2 separate regions of the Sus scrofa genome follow, and region 2 is linked to region 1. A link is a contact called in public HiChIP or PLAC-seq data. All regions are on one chromosome and are shown on one strand. Each heading gives the region's core, a stretch centred on a gene start, on an enhancer-like site or on the middle of the called end of the contact. The rest is flanking DNA. Distances are from core to core; before and after follow the strand shown. Region 1 holds the start of CCDC150 (coiled-coil domain-containing protein 150). Region 2 holds the start of GTF3C3 (general transcription factor 3C polypeptide 3).

Evidence for each region. HiChIP or PLAC-seq counts read pairs in DNA pulled down with a chosen protein or histone mark.
Region 2: an H3K27ac HiChIP or PLAC-seq map of alveolar macrophages shows a contact between it and region 1. The contact joins the promoter of GTF3C3 here to the promoter of CCDC150 in region 1. A contact is called at or near these places in 1 of 47 Hi-C or Micro-C datasets (heart right ventricle) and 1 of 2 datasets of contacts at active chromatin or transcription factors (alveolar macrophages).

What each region holds. Positions count from the first base shown.
Region 1 is chr15:100,536,165-100,541,981 of Sscrofa11.1, reverse strand. CCDC150 (coiled-coil domain-containing protein 150) reads right to left here and starts at 2,589. Exons shown (of 27, transcript XM_021074909.1): 1 at 2,376-2,589. The coding sequence starts at 2,387.
Region 2 is chr15:100,698,687-100,704,503 of Sscrofa11.1, reverse strand. GTF3C3 (general transcription factor 3C polypeptide 3) reads left to right here and starts at 2,799. Exons shown (of 18, transcript XM_013982275.2): 1 at 2,799-3,009; 2 at 3,987-4,098. The coding sequence starts at 2,908. C15H2orf66 reads left to right here. Exons shown (of 4, transcript XM_013982266.2): 4 at 1-362.

The DNA.
Region 1 (5,817 bases), core at 1,340-3,839:
TATAAGAAAATTATCATAATATACTAACAAAAGCCAGGTGACTTTGAAAAGGCAACACCTGCTTCTGTAGACACAAGTTCATTCTTAAACCTGGCAAAAGCTACAACTATATGCTGGTGGTTCCAAAATAACAGGCCTATCACAATCACTAGAAAATAATTTGGGGAGTTCCTGGCACAGAGAAAATGAATCCAACTTGGAACCATAAGGTTGCGGGTTCAATCCCTGGCCTTGCTCAGTGGGTTAAGGATCACCATTGCCATGAGCTGTGGTGTAGATCACAGACATGGCTCAGATCTGGAGTTGCTGTGGCTGTGACAAGGCCGGAGGCTGTAGCTCCGATTAGACCCCTAGCCTGGGAAGCTCCATATGCTGTGGGTGTGGCCCTAAAAAGACAAAATAATAATAATAATAATAATAATACAACAATTGGTCAGTAATAGTGTCTTAATTCACACATATGTCCAACAAACATTTCTTGAATGTCTACCACGAGCCAGATACTGTTACAGGCACCAGGCAATACAGCAGTAAACAAGAGGCAAAACTCCTTGCCCTCACAGAGCTTATATTCCAGTTGAGAATATAAACATTAAATAAAATAGCTTCATTTGTGATAAGTGCAATGGAGAAGAAAAAGTGGAAAAAGCATGGGACAGGGGCTGTGGTGTAGGCTTCCATTTTTGAGTGGTCAAATAAAGGCTCACTGAGGAGTTTCCAATGTGGCTCAGTGGGTTAAGAACCTGACATAGTGTCCATGAGGATGCAGGTTCGATCCCTGGCCTTGCTCAGTGGGTTAAGGATCCAGCATTGAGGATCCGGTGTTGCTGCTTGGATCCAGCATTGCCGTAGCTGTGGCATAGGCCAGCAGCTGCAGCTATGGTTCAACCCCTAGCCCAGGAACTTCCATATGTGGCAAGTGTGGCAAGAGAAGGGAGGAAGGAAGGAAAAGAAAGGAAGGAATGAAAAGGAAGGAAGGAAGAAGGAAGGAAGGCTTGCTGAGAGATGATACTGAGACAAAGACCTGTGAAGAAAGTATGGAAATGAGATGTGGGTATTGGGGGGGGAGAAAGGAAGGTCCAGAAAGTGTGAAAAGAGAGTGCAAGTTCTAAGAATGCCTGGTGGGTCAGCTTGACTCTAGAGGAAAAAGTGAAGGAGAGAACAGTGGAGATGAGGTCGGAGGGTAGTAATAGGACCAGGTTATAAAGGTTTGCCTTCACCCTCAGTGACTCTCAGTGGCATTGGAGGGTTGAGAGCCAAGGAATGCTGTGATCTAACTCAGTTTTCACTCGGATCACTCTGGCTAGAGAGTAGCCAGACCAAGATGGTAAAAAGACAACAGGAGAAATAGGAAGACGAGTTGGAAAGCTACTATAATAATCCAGGTGAGATGCTGCTGGATAGGACCAAGGTGATATCAAAGAGCAGTTAAGAAGTAGTCAGGTTCCAGGCATATTTTAAAGATACAGCTGATAGATCAGATGAGAAAGTAAGCATTGGAAGGATGGTGTTACCATTCATTGAGACACTTGGAAGCCTGTCAGGAAAAACGAGTTTCAGGTGGAAAGATCAAGAGTGGTTTTGGAAATGTTAAATTTAAAAAAGGAAAGATGCCCAACACATGACTCAACTTGTAGATGTGGAGTCATGGGAGAAAGGTGGACTGGAGATATAATTTCTGAAGTTATCTATATATCTATATATGGCTTTTTAAAGCTATGGAGACTGGATAACAGAGAAGTTTCAAGAGCCTAGTCCTGGTACTCCAAGATTAACAAATCAGGAAACAAGAGGAGTGTGTGAGTGTTCATGCCACACTAACCCGAACCCGGTAGGGTCAGATTCTTAATCATTTTCTATCTTCAGAGCTCACACAGTATGAGACATTGTGGGTGGTGGCAAACAAACAAGGGGAAGTTCAACAAAAATTTAGCGTTGTCCAGTATAATTGCTAGGAGCTGGGGAAACAGCAATGAACGAATGTAAGTTCCTAACACCTGCGTTCTAACAGGCAGGCCAGGGAGGAAAACTGATGGCAAAAATAAAAAAACATTAACGTCGAAATGGCATTTCCAGGAATCTGTAACTTCCAACCCAAAATATAAATAAAGAAAAGTCAGACTGGGGCTTATCTGAAGGCCCTCTCTGGTGGCTATCCTTGCCTGTGCTGGGGCCTAGCCAGTGCAAACTCGCTCCTAAACGGTTTTCACCGGTTTCCACAGCAGAAGCACCACAAATCAGGGTTCTGAGGGCCAGGGGTCGAGACTAAATCTCGGCAGCGAGGGGAGAGGGCGGAGGCAGAGATGACGGGGATTCATCTGAGTCGCTGACTCTCCCCCGCGGACCCTACACCTTCCAGGGCCGAGCAGACTCACCGCACAGTCCATGTGTCTGCCTGTAGCTAGGTCTGGCAGCAGGTGGGCTGGTTTCCATGGAACTAAGATAGCGCTTTAAACCAACCCGCTCCCCGGCTCGGTAGCTCCCGTACGCAGGCGCGCCCGGTAGGGCATGCCGGGAATCGCAGTCTTCCCGGCCATGGAGGGCCCTCCGCCCGGGGCGGGACCCAGGCCGGAATCCGGCGGCGCGCACGGAACGCGCGGCCCCGTGACCCGGATGACGACAGGGCTCCATTGTGCTCCGGCGCGGGACATGCCGGGATAGGTAGTTTCCTCCCTCTGACCTCCCGGGGGCCCTACGGAGTCCGCTTTGCAGAGTTGGTCCTCGTCTTGGTGAAGGTGCGGCGTTTGGGTTTTTCGACATACACATACCGTGCAGCAGGCCCGAGGCCAAGATTAGAAAATGTTTTTAGTTCTAGAAGGACGAGAGTATCAAGTCACCTGTGAACGATAGGAAAATAAGATTTTGTTAATGAACATTAAAAAATGGTAAAAATACCAAGCGCTAACGTTCTCGTTAAAGAAAAAACCAAGCCCCTCTTCATCCTCGTTCATGATGGCCAGACCGAGAGTAAAACACGTGGAATCGGCTCTCTTGTCTTTTGTCTCTTCAGCATAATTAATTTCTGGCCTGGTCTACAGGTAAGTGAGTAGGTATTTCTAAATTTGATTGTAAGTGGCTAAGAAACGAGAGAGAGCACTGGAAATAAAACTGCAGTCGTTTCTGAGTTGTTTATTCAAACAGTGAGAATTCACACTGAAGTCCGCCAGTGAAAAGGCAGCACGGCTTTGCTTAAGGTAGCTGGTCAGAACACCTTTTACCAGCACCAGGACAATTAATGCAGTCTTCTCATCTCTGGGATTGCAGCTGAGAATTAACTTTAGCCCTCAAATGAGTGCAGTCAGATCCGAAATGAGGCCTCATTTGCTTAGCAAGTGGCTGGCTGAATTGATCTGGCTATTCTTACTCTTCTGAAAGCTAAACCTTAACGTGAGATGGATCGAATGTCCATCAAAGCACAGCTGTAAGACATATTCATCAAACTGTTAGCCCATCCGGTGAAAGAGAAATGAGCACCGCATACATTATTCAGGTGAAGGGGTCAAATAAAGCTCTTAATATGAAAAGTGGGAGAGTGTTTTAGAGCATCAATGTAAAGAACCAATTACTCGTACATTTTCTCTTGCAGTGACCTCTGATTTATGAGTAGAGATGAGGGATATGTATATGAATTCCATAGATAATCTGGGCACTTTAGTGTAATGAGAGTTTTCACCTTCTCCTTGAATTTCCATATTAAGCAGCGGTCAGGGAGACAACTGATTAAATCTAGTGTTTTTAATTTATTTTCCTCCATCTACCATCTGGCAAACCATATAAGAACTTAAGTCAAGCAATTACCATGTTGGAGAAAAAAACTGAAGTCATCAATAAACTAATTCATCTGCTGGAGAACCAGCTTCTGGACATCTGAGAATTCATTATATTAAAAGTCTTTTTATTCTAAGTGTCTGTACATATTGATTTTTTTTTCTGATTTCCCTCTTAAATTTCAATTGATAATTTTCATACTTGTTGACCCCCATTCAAAAATCAGCAGGATTTTTTGAATGAAATTTTTAGCCATGGAAATACAAGGGATTCCAAGAGGACCACATTCTCTCTCATCACAATACTGTAATAGTCTCCTAACTGGTTTTCCAGTCACCCTTCCCAAAGCATCCTTTATATAGCTACTAAAATGATCTTTTGAGAAGGTAAATCTGATCATTTAGTCCCTTGCTAAAAACATTTAATAGTTCCCCACTGAACTCATACTTATCCATTGACCAGGCTCAAACTGCTAATGGCTTCAGTTTGATCTACCAGCCTAGTCTGCACCTGGTACCCCAAGGGTTACCAAGTCTACTGGCATGTCTTTGTCCTTGCAGGCTCTAAGCCCTCTGCCAGGCATGTCCTCCCTCTTTTCAGTCTGGTGAACTCAAGGGAAATATAACTTCTTTTGTAAAGCCATTCTGTTCCCTCCTAAAGTATTGATTGCACAGCGTTATGATTGTCAGTCTGTCTTAATTCCCCCTGATTAGGCTGTAAGCTACTTGAGGACAGGACTTTTTTCTCTTTTGATTTAAAAAAATTTCAACAGCAGAAACAATGCCTAGCAGACAGTAGAGTCTTGGTAAATCCTTGTCTAGTGAGCGAATTAATGAATAAATTTTGAATGCTTCTACAGACAAAGGCTATGTCTCACTTTCCTGACTATTTATATATTCTGTTTGTAGGCCAGGAAAAGGCATCTGCTTTCTTCCAGAACTGACAATGATTTGACATTGCAATTACACAGATGATAGCAAAGTAACCTACAACCACTTCCCCTTGGAGATGGAATTGTATTCTGCAGATAAAGAAATGCAAACACACAAAATATCAGAGTTTTCATATATCGTTGGTACAGTGACGGAATGAGAATGGCAAATTCACTAACTGGTTCCTCACCTTATATGGACAGTTTTGGCTCTTGGCATAGCAATTAAAATTTGGAGGAGTCTGACTTTTTAAAGAGCTGGAAAATCAGCCCAGAGCTAAAAAGATAAATTGTAAGCTGAATCAGTCTAGGGCAAAAACACTGCTTATAAGATCTCATCACTTAGCTTTACCAACTAAATTTTGTGGTCAAATAGACTTTCACATTGTTCTGTTGATCAAGCTTAAGAAAAAGGTCAGGGTTATGGCAATGTTTCTGCAGCTCTGTTTTGCATTTCCTAAGATTAGAGTACTCTTTTGGTCTTAATAGGATAACACATAATCAGCAAAAGGAAGGAACATGGGTATACTTCAAGTTGTCTTAGATCAGCTGCCAGATATTTGTGAAATCTTTTGGTTGAATAATAGTAACAGTATTATCTATTGAATCATCTATTAAATTGGATGTTTTATATACACTCATCCCTTCCCCTCGCAGGGGATTGTTCCCAGGACTCCCCACCCCACAGGATACCAAAATCCAAGTCTATATAAAATTGTGTAGTATTTGCACATAAACTATGCACATCTTTCCTAGCTTACTTACAATACCTAAAACAATGTAAATGTTATCGTAAAGAGCTACCCATTGCAGCAAATTCAAGTTTTACTTTTTGGGAATTACTGGAATTTTTTTTTTCCGAATATTTTCCATCTAAGTTTGGTCAAATCTGTGGATGTGGAACCCATGGGTATGGAGAGCCAATTGTATGTTGTGTCACACGATCCTGGCTGTAACTTTAAGATGTAGTAGTTATATTCCCATTTTACCGATGTGGCAACTGAGATTGGAAGACGTTAAGGCCGACTTGCTTAGGGCTATACAGCTAGTAAGTGACAGAATGGTTACTTGGATTTGGGTCCGGCTGGCTGGCTTCAAAGCCCATGCTTTTCAGTTTG
Region 2 (5,817 bases), core at 1,550-4,049, 160 kb before region 1:
GGTGGGCATTGTGCTGCACTAAATTTCCTAGCCATGCCTCACCTCTGGCTCACCCACGCACAACTTCAAGAGGGGAGAGTAGAAATGTGTGGATTTTCTTTCTTTTATAACCAACTGTCTCCCCTCCCCCAGCCCCATCTCAGACTGAATTATTCTGATTCTCTTATTCTCATTTGGAATAACTACTTTCCTTTATGAATAGCTGCACATTTTTGCTGATTCCAAAAAAGGAACACTGTCTTAGAAGCAAACACTGGCATCCTAATAACACTAGTCTATACTTTCTAAAATCGTGTTCTGTGGCTTTTTTGGTGGATGGCTGATATTGAATAACAAGAATAAAATATTTATGCAAGAACAGATTCTATGACTGGTTCAATATGTTCTATTGTAATTCGTTGTGTGTTTTCTCTGAGGGTTATGAGATATTTGTGAACCAAGATCATATCTAAGCCATTTTTATTTCTCCATCACCTAGTACAGTGCCTTGCATGTAGTGAGCACTCAGTAAATACTTGTGGAAGTAAATGTGTACTGTTTTGCCATTAGTCTCCCTCAAAGCATCACACCCCATGTCGGCTTCTCTTTTTGACAAAGGGAGAAGAGAGAGTCATGACCTTCCTGTGTACTCGTCATGCTCATCATGGTAAAAAAAAAAAAAAATCATTATTCTGCTTTCTTTGGACATTCCATTTTGATTCTCAAAAATCCGGTCCAAAAGTCTGGAAAAGTTTCTTCTTTCTGTTTTCATTACTGCTCTAACAATTCCACTTCATCTCAAAGTATGCCTCTGACTCACCAGGGGACATTATCACTTAGAAGTGGAGAAAAGAAAAACAGAAAGATTACGATTTCAAGACATATTGCTACATTCTGACCTGTAAACCAACAGTCATCTGTCATGTCATCAAGTGTTCCAAGAAGAAAACCTGTCCTTCCACCCCTTGCTCCCTGTTCCAGTTCTCCACAACATGAATCTAAGTTGTTATTTCCATATTCTAGGCAGAGCCTTCTCTTTACCTGTGACCATTTGCCTCCCTTTGCTTTCATTCTTTTACCCTAGGAGAGTTAGGACTAGACTTTTTTTTTTTTTTTTTTTTTTTTTTTTTTGCTTTTCATGGCTGTACTTGCAGCACATGGAAGTTCCCAGGCTAGGGTCGAATTTGAGCTGCAGCTGCTGCCCTGTGCCAGAGCCACAGCAGTGCCAGATCCAAGCTGTGTCAGCAACTTACACCACAGCTCACGGGAACACCAGATCCTTAACCCACTGAGGGAGACCAGGGATCGAACCCGCATCCTCATGATACTAGTCAGGTCTGTAAACTGCTGAGCCATAACGGGAGCTCTTGACTTCCTCACAAGTGCAATCCTCTGACTCCCTGGAGAAATTCAGGGGGGAACTGGCTTATAAATAATTTCTCTGGATTACCTTAACCCAACCCACCCCACTAGCCTCCCATATTTTATACCCAGATTGGGCCCTGGTGATCATTTATTACGAGAAAGAAATGCCTTCTAGCTGTGAGATATTTTTCTCTCACCTGGAAGTCCCCCTCTTGCAGGTCCTGGGCCCTCATCTGCCATCTTACAGTTGCTTTTCCTTGTCTGGATTGTCATAAAGAGTCACCAATGGCCAAGCCAGGTAATTGGTTCCTTGTAATTTGTCCCTAATCTCAGCTTCATACTGAGCTGCATTTCATACCTCTACTCCCTTGTCCGTTCCCAAGGCACTTTCACTGCCATCCAATTAAATTCATAAATGTGTTTGGAGCACAGATTACTAGGCTACAGAGAGTTCACAAAGATGTGCCAGGTAGTATTTTTCTTCAGATGTTGACAGCTAGTGTCTTTAGAAGAGGATGGCAGAGAAATAGTTATAATACAAGGTAAAAGATATAAACCATATAAAAATATAAACCAAAATATAAATAGGAATGAAGAATAGTTCTATTGAGGAGAGGCAGTATATCATATTAATTCCAAATATGGGATTTGGAGTCAGATAGATCAGGGTTCAAATCCTGGCTTTACAACATATTAGATATAGGACACTGGCATTAGGAATAACAACAACAACAAAAATACAATCCATTTTTAAGGATTATTTTGATATATGAATGTAATAAGCGTAAGACTGTACGTGGCCTATACAGTAAATTGGCAACAGTGTGCGCTAATCATAGCCAACATTTGATTATCTCTAAAAGTTTAAGAAAAGAAGAAAATTTGGGTGGGAGTTAGAGGTGGGACACAAAGTCCAGATAAACTTATTTACAGACTGAGAAGGAGCCTGGGGAAGGAGAAAGTTTGAGGATTTGTAGAAGACGGGAAAACTGATGGTGCCATCCGTTGGAGAAGATGAGACTTAGAGCATCGTTTGAGGGAAGACTAGCTTTATGTGGCAGGGCAGAATCAGCAAGTGAAACATGCACGTGTTAGAGCAAATGGTTAAATTAAGAAAAAAAATCACTACAGTAAAGATCAAATTAATTTAAAGAAAAACATTCAAAAAAGAAATGAATTGAGAGAATTTTAAAGGAGAATTGAGCGAAATGATGAAGACGTAGGAAAATTTCCTTAAAGCGCATTTTATTTCCAACTCCTTAATAAGGTTCAGCGCGAGGACCGAGGCCAGCTGCATAGGCAGCCCAAGCGCCGAGAGGGTCCTGCCCCAGCCCTGGTCCCGCCCACGCCCACGCCCCGCTCACGCCCATTTCGCCAGGACGAAGGCGTGGCCAGATGTTCCGCGGAACTCGAGTGCGGCGGCTGCGGCGCAGGCCGGACAGGTTTCCTGGGAGAACAGCGGGTCCGTTTTTTCAGCGCCCCGGCCCGGGATAGAGTCTGTAGGCTTAGCCCTTCCGTTTCTCCGTCTCGGTTCCTGGAACTGCGTATCAGAACCCCGCAGACATGTCGGGGTTCAGCCCGGAGCTCATCGACTATCTGGAAGGGAAGATCTCTTTTGAGGAATTTGAAAGGCGGAGAGAAGAGAGAAAAACCCGCGAAAAGAAAGTGAGGAGATGATAGGCCAGAATGCTGTCTACTGTCTTGTCGCCCTAATACACTTAAGAGATATGGGGACCCAGTAACCCCATTCGCTCTAACGGGGCGGGTCCGGTACTTAACAGCAGTTTCTTCCCCTGATTAGCGAAACTAGTTCTCACCTCGTCCCTGTGCTGAGCTCCCCCTTAAAACATTTCGCCCACCGAAAAGACTTTGGCTCGGTGGTAACCATTTCTCTTTTTTTCTATCACCAAATAGTGCGATTTCTCATTAGGTTAAATGAGGGGCATGGGGAGTAGAATTTGGAGTCAGTATCTTGTTCTCTTCCTAGTTTTGCCACTGTGTTTTTGTGTCTTTGGATACCTCTCTTCTTGAGGCCTCAGTTTCTTTATTTCTTGATGGAGAGGTTGGAGGTCCCGTTTTTGAGGAGTCTACTAGTGGTGTGACGTAATCTTTCACAGAAAAAAGGGAATTTTCTTGTCTTATAACGAAATCTTCACTGGTGCATTTTTTTTTTATATTTATGAAGAAATATCTGAACATTCCATGTCTTCTCACTTAACCTTAAGTCCCAGGGAAAATATTTATGAAGATCTGAACATTCCATGTCTTCTCACTTAACCTTAAGTCCCAGGGAAAACCTTAAGTCTCAAATTGGCACCTTTTGAGATTAGCTGTCGGATTCTTTCCTAAATTATGCAGCTATTAAGTGCCCCATCTTTTTGATTTAAAAAGCAAGGATACAGTGTGTAGATTAATGAAATCACCGTTTTTAAAATTACTTTTTACAAATGACCGATTCAGCCTGAAGGGTGAGACCTAAATATTCTGAAATGCTTTGACAGCATTCAAATTTAGATTCCACATCCCTTATATGTCTTCAGAGCTCAAGTTCTATAGAAATAGAAAATGAGGCAGATGCTCTGTTCTCAACTGGAAGGAGCTAAATGTGCATTTGTTTTTGAATCATTAATTTTCAACCACAGAGTCTTCAGGAAAAAGGAAAGTCATCAGTTGAAGAAAATCCAAATGACTCTGAAGTTCCATCATCATCTGGAATTGACTTTACCAAATCTCAGGACAAAGATGTCAATGAAGGTATGTTAAGATCACTTGGTATCTTCATTAGATGTTTAAGATACCTAATGATTTAGTGGAAACATTATTATTATTTTTTTTTATGGAGTGGTATTCTGTTGTTGATGACCTGGTTTACCTGGAGTGTAGTGCTTGATGTATAATAGGTGCCTAATAAACATTTCCTGAGTTATTGAATATGATAATGGTTCATTTAATGGGTTATATTTATGGAGTTTTTTTCCTTTTTTCTTTTCTCTTTCTTTTTTTGCTTTTTAGGCCCGCACCCACGGCATATGGAAGTTCCCAGGCTAGGGGTAGAATTGGAGCTGTAGCTGCTGGCCTACACCAGAGCCACAGCAACTCAGGATCTGAGCTGCGTCTGCGACCTACACCACACAGCTCACACAATGCTGGATCCTGGACCCACTGATCGAGGCCAGGGGTGGAATACACATCCCGCATCCTCCTGGATGCTATTTGGATTTGTTTCTCCTGAACCGCAAGGGGAAATCTCTGTGGAGTTTTTCAAATTGACATCGGTGTCTGGGAGAATTTTAGAATTTTTTTTTTTTTTTGATTTGGCTGCCCTGCAGCATATGGAGTTCCCAGACAAGTAATCCGATACCAGCTGCAGCTGCAGCAACACCGGATCCTTATCTCACTGGCCAGGTCGGGGATTTAACCTTCGTCTCAGTGTTCCAAAGATGCCATTGATCACTTTGTGCCACAACAGGAACTCCTAGAATCATTATTTTTAAAACTGACCCTCTCAGTCAAGTTACTAATTCTTCCAGACTATACTCCCTCAAAACGTAATGAATCATTCTTCTCCACAAAGTGGCTTCCAAACCACTTCTTTAATTACGGGAGAAAAGATAGAAATGTCAGCGTGGAAGGCTAATTGGCTGTCCACGTGGGACCTCACACACAGTATAGGTATCTTGTTATGCTGTTTTATCCCAGGATCTAGTGCTCAGCTCTGCATGACCAAATTTTTTTTTTTTGTCTTTTTACCTTTTCTTGGGCCACTCCCTCGGCTTATGGAGTTTTCCAGGCTAGGGGTCGAATCGGAGCTATAGCCGCCAGCCTGCACCAGAGCCACAGCAACGCAGGATCTGAGCCGAGTCTGCGACCTACACCACAGCTCACGGCAACGCTGGATCGTTAACCCACTGAGCAAGGCCAGGGATCGAATCTGCAGCCTCACGGTTCCTAGTCGGATTCGTTAACCACTGCGCCACGACGGGAACTCCCAAATAAGCCTTAACATGGAGAAAACACCCTAATAAGGTGGATAGAAAACAAACAAGCGTTATTCCTGCTTCCTTGGACCAAGTGGGAAAGAAAGGGCAAAGAGGAGAGTAAATTGGGTTTGTAGTTTCTTACCTTGCCAGTCACGTGAGGGGGAAAATGGGATTGAAGTTGCTCTAAAACCTATGAGTCTTTCTTTATCTGCTCAGGGGAGGAGCTGCTCTCCCATCATCAAGTCTTTGACATGCAGCTATAGTAGCAGGTACCACGGCACTGTGGCCTGCCAGCTCTCTTATCTAAAGCAGCCCCTGAGAGGTGGCCATTAGGCCCTTCCTAAAAAGGAGGTTCATTGAATCTGGTTCTAGTCCACCAAGAGCAGTCAGGCATACAAGGACTGATTGGCCTCAGCTTATGTAATCCCATCAGTCCTTTTAAGATATTAAGCTCTCAATTTCCCAGGAAGGAATTGTCCCAGAAATTTACCAG